2 separate regions of the Gossypium hirsutum genome follow, and region 1 is linked to region 2. The links are chromatin contacts, called in public Hi-C maps. All regions are on one chromosome and are shown on one strand. Each heading gives the region's core, a stretch centred on a gene start, on an enhancer-like site or on the middle of the called end of the contact. The rest is flanking DNA. Distances are from core to core; before and after follow the strand shown. Region 1 holds the start of LOC107899575 (BRASSINOSTEROID INSENSITIVE 1-associated receptor kinase 1-like). Region 2 has its middle 20 kb from the start of LOC107940743.

Region 1 (3,796 bases), core at 1,168-3,667, 75 kb after region 2:
GGAAGAGGGTTTTTAATACAGATTTGGTGCCGCCACACTATCAGGCCACACCCTCCCCCATGTGATTCATGACGCCGCAAAAAAATTTAATAACAACAACAATAGTCATCTACCTACAAAAAATTCTACTAAGGGTATTCTGGTCATTTTAGTTTTTTTCCTTATGCTATTATAACATTATTCCATTCGACCAAACACAAGAATACTATTACAGTTTTATTTCATTTTATTCAACCAAACAGTTGAATTACTGATTACAGCTCTATTCAATTACAACTCTATTCAATTACAGTCCTACCTCATTGCAGTGAACCAGACATAACCTTAAGTTTTCTGAATTGCAGAGTTGAATGAACAGATTCAAACTTTGGTTTGCCGAGTGAAAGCAAAACTGTGCTCTTTATTCAAATGCAAATCCTAAAGAAATTAGTGGTAATGATGAGTTCAGAGCCTAGGATGCTTTTGTACTAACTACATTAGGTGACTTTGAAAAGAACAAATATATACTTGTTGGTTTATGATAATATTCTTATGCAATGACCAAGTTAACATAAAAGAAAGATACAACAGGTGCTCTTCATGGAATTTATTTATTTTCTTAATTTCATTTGAAGCAAAAGATATTCAAAGAGACAATCTTTTAACTCTTTCATTTAAGTCTTTATTGAGCATATTATACACTTGATTATGATTATTTTGGAAAATAAAATTTTTATAATTATTTTTAGATTTTTTTAAAAATTAACTTAAACAAATATATTCGATTCGACTTGACTAGAATTCTATTTATTTAAAAAAATTAAATTGAATTTAATTAATAAATAAAATTTATCAACTCAACTAACTCGAATTTTTTCAAACGTTTTATCTCGCCTCGATTGAGCCTTTACCTCTACGGTTAAGGTTTTGTTTTAAGAGGGAGGTTGAGGTTTGGCTAAATAAAAGTAATTGAGACAGAGAGTAAACATAAAAAAATGGAAATTTATTTAATTTGCAGCTAATTATCTTCTTGATTGTTTGAAATAATAAATGAATTCAACTTTTTTTTGGGAATGCAATTGGAGTTCTAGTTTGTATAATTATTTTAAAAATTTTAGTCATAGCTTTTATAAAGTTTTTGAGTTAAATATCTTAAATGTTCATAATTGTGGTATAAATTTCAAATTAATATTTCAATTTAAAATGATTATAATTAAGTTATCAAATAGTAAAATTATATTAATTAAGTTGTTTTGCTAGTTGGATTGAGTTTGGACATTAAATATCTTAGATTTGATATAGAGCATATTTCAAACACGTTTGTACTTATTAAACCGATAATTTAAACTTTTTAAATTATCATGCGAGCTGCCCGTTAGTACTGTTAAAATTTTAATAGTTTAATCATCTTTTACATTCAACAAAAAACAAATTGATTAAAATTTGAAATTTAAATATTTAATTGATAAAAAATTAAAATAAAAGTGACAAAAAAATTGTTAAAAGCTAAATTTATATTTATGTAGTACCTTACTTTAAATACTAACTAACATTTTAATATTTAAATTGACATTAAACTGAATCTGATTAATAGATAAAATTCAATTAAAACATTTAAAATTTGAATCTTTGTGCAATTAGTCCTATTTTTTTTTTCTTCATCCCAAGTTAGGCGATCAAAAACAACATGCAAATACAATAATATACCAAAATTAACATAGATTTTAAATATAAGGAAAGAAGGAAAGAAACGAACAAACAGTGGGGACCAGTTGTTTTGAAGCGTGCGTCTTTGACCGGCTTCCGCTTTTCCTTTTAATTCCCTTTTTTTTTTTCATTTCATTAAGCTGTATATCTCTCAAATAAATCTCTAATAATAATATTAATCATAGTGTAATAATAACGTAATTAGTAAATTTTTTTAATTCTCCCTGAAACCACATTTTGCTGACTTAATGCTACTTTGACTAAGCCAAACAAAAATGTTTGAAAAAACCCAGTCTACTATAAATTTTTTTTTTCATAATTTTCTTTAAAAAAGTATTTTTCATAGTTGAAAAATAAAAGAAAAAAATAAAAATAACTCCGATTCTTCCTTTCTTTTTCTTTCCCCTTACCAAACACAACATAATTTTCTCTCTCTCCCTCTTTCTCTTCAATTTGCCCCAAAACACTGCAAAAAAAAAAAAAAGAGGGATAATTACCTTGTAGAAGTCAAGTGAGAGAAATAGAATCAAGAATTTTGCTGGAATCTTGAGCATTTTCTATTCTCTCTTTTGGATTTAGATTACAGAAGAGTCTTTTTCGAAGTGTATCGTGCTGTTTTCTTTTCTTTTTTGAATTATTTGCTCGTTGATTCGGTCAACGGCCGATATGTGTGTGATTTGTGATGTTCGTTTTAGACTGAATTGATGTTTCCGCGATTCGTCAAGTGGATGATTGATGATGAATTTGGGGATTTAGCTCTTTGAAAACAAAAGTAGGCAAAAATGAAGGAAAATATGACGCAGCGATTGATTTCCTTTTGTTTATGGTTGATTTTCGTGTTTGATTTGGCTTTCAGAGTTGCAGGAAATGCCGAAGGTTTGTTATCACTATTTTCTCTCTTTTTTTCCTCTTTTATTCATTTATTTTTGTTTTCCGACTTTTTTAAAATGGAATTATTGTTTATAGGTCGAGATTAGAAGGTTTTCAGTTTAGTAGCTATTTGATTGGTTTACTAGTGGAATAAGGTTGACTGCTTGTTTCAAATTTCAATTAGCTTCAGTGTACTAATTGATTTGACTGTAGGCATAGTTGCACGCTTCTTAATGATTTTTCTTCGAAATTTTTGGATATAATTTACATTCTGATTCTCGATTTTGATACTCAGTTTGGTGTAGTAAACCAATGCTTTGTCTAATTGTCTTCACCGATGCCTGACGACTGTGAATTTTGTTTTCATGTGTTGGACCTTACAAGTTATGTTGAAGTTTTTGTCCTTCTCAATATTTCAGGGAGGTAGCAAGGAATCAAAATTAGGGATCAAGAAGCCTTAAGCTAGAAAATTGAAGTATATATAATAATATTGAAAACTAGCAACTATAAATACTTAACATATATTTTTATAATAATATTCATGCTACAAGGAAAAGTAATTATATGAAAATTAAGAATGTATATTTATGAAAATATCACGTAATTAATGTAGAAATAAGTTTTATGAGTACCAAATTGTACACAATTAGCGCTCCCCCCCCCCTTCCCCCGGAAACTGGTTTTATCATATGGCTTTATTTGCATTGGAGTTTTTCTGAAATGTTCTTTACCCTAATTCCTTTTTGAAGTCCCCCGCTGTTACAAATATGAGAAACACACTTCTTTGATTCACAAGTAGTTACAGTAATTAAGAAAGTTCTTCACGTTCCTATATTAGCTATATTTTATCCGAAGATATATATACTGGTTGATGTTTTGCAGCCTCCAATGATCCATTGCTTTGTTTTTTATGAAACAGGTGATGCTTTGAATGCATTGAAGACCAATATGGTTGACCCTAATAATGTGTTACAAAGTTGGGACCCAACCCTTGTTAATCCTTGCACATGGTTTCATGTTACATGTAATAGTGAAAATAGTGTAACAAGAGTGTAAGTTTATTTTTGCTACTGTCATTGTTGTAATTTGAGTTCCTAGTTTCACAATATTAAATGTTTGCCCTTTTGTGAATTTAGTGATCTTGGGAATGCAAATCTCACTGGTCAACTGGTTCCACAGCTCGGGTCACTTCCAAATTTGCAGTATTTGTAAGTTGATGATATTGAACTTGGTGAATACA
Region 2 (4,084 bases), core at 1,161-3,660:
AACCCTGAATCCTTTTTCACCGTCGGAAGCTGAAACGAAACATAGACAATACCAACTATTCCATGTTATTATTTGCATTACTAAATTATAAATACAGACATTGATCAACATGTGTCCCAATAAATAATAAATAAATGAGGGAAAAAACAAAAACGACTATGATGTTTATGTTATGTTTGAAAAAAAAAACAAAGAAAGAAAATAGAGCCAAGGAATAAATTTGTTGACTGGACAAGATTTGGACTATGATGTTTTTGTTCTCTTTTATGTTAAATTTAAAAATTTTTTAATATTAAAATATCACGTAATCAAATTTAAAGGACCAAAAACATAATTATACGGATAATATTTTAGTTTTTATTCAAGCATAAAAAGGTACGTAGGATGTTTCCATTGTTATCCTGTAAGTCTAAAAGGCAGGTAAACACTCACATGGGCGGAAAGTATTTGCTTCTCATTCACATAATAATCATCTAATGTTTTCTAAGCCAATGCCGAAGGCAAAATCATTGCTCATTGGCCATTTTTGGAGGCGGTTCATCAGTCAACCTTTTGTTTTATTCGTCTCTTTTTGTGCTTTACTCTACCTAGCTAACTCTATCCTAATTCCTAAATAAGGTCAAAATAATTGAAAAATATATGTACAAAAATCAAAGATCACGAGGTGCCTGAATCCATGACTCGGATATTAAGTCACAAGGGTTGGCTCATTTTGTCTGTTCCCCCCCCCCCCCCAAGTTTCCATGCAGTATAAAAGAAAAAACTGTACTTATTTTCTTGTGGGAATAAGTGGAGTGCCTGATAGCCTGCTTGTTGGTTTAATGGCTATAATGTTAATACTAAACAAATACAAACGACTAACTTAGCACTAAAGCTATTCAGCAACTTGGTCTGACCTGCTATCTCATTGCCCCCACTTTCTTTTTTGCTTTTGGCCTTGTGACCACTAATAGATGTGGGGCTCCTCCCACTTGGTTTATATATTGAATGTGGACTTCGGATTTTATCCAATCATTCCTTTTTCCTGCTATCGATACATGACTGATATACAGCATCGAAGTCTATCTGCTATTTTGACGTGAACATCCGTGACAATGCCTAGGGGAGAGATATATATAATTATCCATATGCACAGAATTTAAATATAGAATATTAAACTGACTAAAGAAAAATTATTCAACTAATAACAACATAATTTGATTTTTTTAATTTCAAGTTTTAAATTTAGAGTTTACGATTTGATGGTTTAAAATTTAAGATTTAAGATTTATATTAAGCTTCAAGTTTCGGATTTATAATTTATACTTATTATTAGTATCTATTTATTACTTTTTCTTTTTCTTTTTTGTTTTTTGAGTTACGGGTTTTATAATTTATCTTGTTGTTATTAAGTGACGATGCAAGAAATTTATGCTCTAACAAAACACTAAATATCTCTCATAAAATATTATGAAAACATGTAAATAACCTTAAACTCTATAATTTAAAGGTTAAATTTTACTATTAGTCCCTGTACTTTTCGAATTTTAAATTTTTGGTTTGACGCAAATGATAGTAGTTAATTTATTAACTGGATTTTTAGTAAGTAATATGTGAAAATAAAAAGTTATTATGGGATTAAACATGTGATAATATGTTTGCCCCATCAAAATTTAGAAACTACAAAACTTAATGAACAATTATCATTTGGTGATGATTGAAATTTTTAAAATTTAAAAAGTGAAGAGACTAAAATGACCAAATTAAAGTATAAGGACTAAATCTACAACTTTTATAAAGTGAAGGAACAAAGAGCAAATTTAACCTAATTCAAATGAAATCTTAAGGACCAATGCTATGGTGGATCGGTGTGGTCCACCTAGGCAAAATGAAGCCCTTCAAGGATGGTGGTTATTTGATGGGATTCATAATGGAGAAAGAAAAAGGGCTATGATTGTGAAACTGAATTGATACAAATTCCCTAACCCCCACCAGCAAAAGATTTGCATTATTCTTTTTATTTTTATTGATATGTCACGGCGTATAATAAACTTTTGCTTACTTTATACTCTATGTAGTAAGTTGGAATCATTATTATTGTGACTTGCATAGATATTTCTACTTGGTAATTTGGAATCATTATTGTTACTTTATACTCCATTTATATACATTTAGCTAACTCATTAAAATTAGTTTCGACTTATAAAAAAATTATAAATAATTGGATGTAATAATAAAATATATCACATTTTAAAAAATATATATTTAAACTCCAAAAATAATAATATTAAAAAGAACATACACAAGCTCCAAATATGATTAGTAAAATAGATATCTAAAAAAAAGGTGAGGGACGTACGTCCTGAGGACCCAAGGCAAGGCGGCAGCCGCTGCCCGGTGGGCTTATAGGCTGTAGGTACTGAGCCTCAGCAGCTCTCGGTTGGCTAGCTAATGATCTTTTTATATCATAGTTACGTTCGACTTCCAAAGGGCTGAGGCTTGGAGCTGGACTGTAAAGCAAATGGGCTGGTCCTAATTGAAGTTATGGCAAATATTTTTAGCAAAGAAATCTACCCTGCATGGTTTGTCACTGCTGCAATTAAAACAAAGGGTAAAGTGCACCAAAATTATTAAACTATTAGTAAGTTTATGTTTTGGTCATTAAATTTTAAAAAGTTATAAAATAGTCATTGAATTATATAAATTTTTTATTGAAGTCATTGAGTTGTTAAAATCACTATATAGCCTTCTTTCTTTGCATCGTTTGCACGAATAGAAAACTCTCATTCCTCTTTTCTTTTATAGTTCGGCTTTTTTTTCATGGAACAGCCTTAAATCTGTAAACAAATATCCAAACAATTTTCTTTTTCGATCTCCGACACTAACTGTAGATTGACATAAATCTAGGTTATTTTCTACTATTCGTCGATAGATACTAATCCACTATACTGATTATCAAACCATCACTTGGAACTTACAAGCCGATTTTTTTTTTAAATAATTAACAATCTATCAACTTTAATAAAAACTTTCAAATAGTTCAATGATAATTTTTTTTTACTTTTTGAAATAAAGTAATTAAAACGTAAGATATGGTTTACTGTAATAGGGTATATGACAAAAGGTACTTTGACTGGATGGCAGAAGCTTGGATATGGTTTACCCTTTAAAATAAATGGACTGTAATAGGGTATATGACAAAAGGTACTTTGACTGGATGGCAGGCTTCTGAATTATTTGCTTAGCTTTGGTTTGGTTATAACATGGAGGTAGATTTTGTAAAGCAGAGACCATGATGAACTAATATTGTTGAAAACCTTATTCATACAACATCAAAGTTACAAGCAAATCAGCCCAAAAGCTTCTAAAGAAAATGTTGAAAACCTGTAGCTGTCTCGTTTTGTCAAAACCCAGCCAATTCAGCATCAGGCATCAGCATATGATATGCTCTAGCTGCTGCAATGGAACACTAGCTAGTTTCCAGCGGATTTTTTGTTTGTTTCCAATGATTTCATGGATTGACCCGATGTGAATTGATCATCAAGTATATATCTGTTGTAAAGGGCTTTATATGTATTTTCATCCAAAACATACATATATCCATCTATGATTATATTAATTATCCGAAGAAGATGTATAATTAATATCTATGATATTAGTCAGGTATTCGAATCCCATCAAAAGTGAGACACTCATGTTGCCTTTTGGTGAGTAACCATACATTTACATACAATCTAATTTTAAAAATGAAATTTTAAAAATAAATCACTTTTCAATAATAATAATTTTATTCTTCAATTATTTAAAAAATACCTTAAACTCTCATCCAACCCTAAAAACAAAATCAAGACAAATAATATCTTAAGTTTTCAATGCGACATGCACTAACAATTTTAATTTAAATACATTCTATTTTCCAATTTCCATAATACTTTAAAGTCTTTCATATTTATTTTACTAATAGTAATAATATAATTAAAGACTTGTCTTAATCGGTATAGTCATAGGAAAGACTAATAAAGTTCTTTAGCTTTTATTATATTATTATGATTCAATAAATAATTCAAATTTGATCTGCGCTTAGTCAAAAATTAAATTTTGGTAT

Evidence for each region. A called contact is a pair of places that touch in the nucleus more often than the background predicts.
Region 1: a contact with region 2 is called in a Hi-C map of leaf, with 1.6 times the contacts expected there. The contact joins the promoter of LOC107899575 here to the enhancer-like site in region 2. A contact is called at or near these places in 12 of 34 Hi-C or Micro-C datasets (callus, hypocotyl and leaf).

The regions. Positions count from the first base shown.
Region 1 is chrA03:108,845,066-108,848,861 of Gossypium_hirsutum_v2.1, forward strand. LOC107899575 (BRASSINOSTEROID INSENSITIVE 1-associated receptor kinase 1-like) reads left to right here and starts at 2,418. Exons shown (of 11, transcript NM_001326878.1): 1 at 2,418-2,562; 2 at 3,476-3,608; 3 at 3,693-3,764. The coding sequence starts at 2,469.
Region 2 is chrA03:108,770,556-108,774,639 of Gossypium_hirsutum_v2.1, forward strand. No RefSeq gene overlaps it. Among protein-coding and RNA genes, the nearest start is that of LOC107940743, 20 kb to the left of the region's middle. Within about 2 kb of position 2,411, at least 7 of the 9 cell types and tissues checked have an H3K27ac peak or open chromatin away from gene starts, as enhancers often do. A contact at or near this core is called in hypocotyl and leaf, where this site is marked.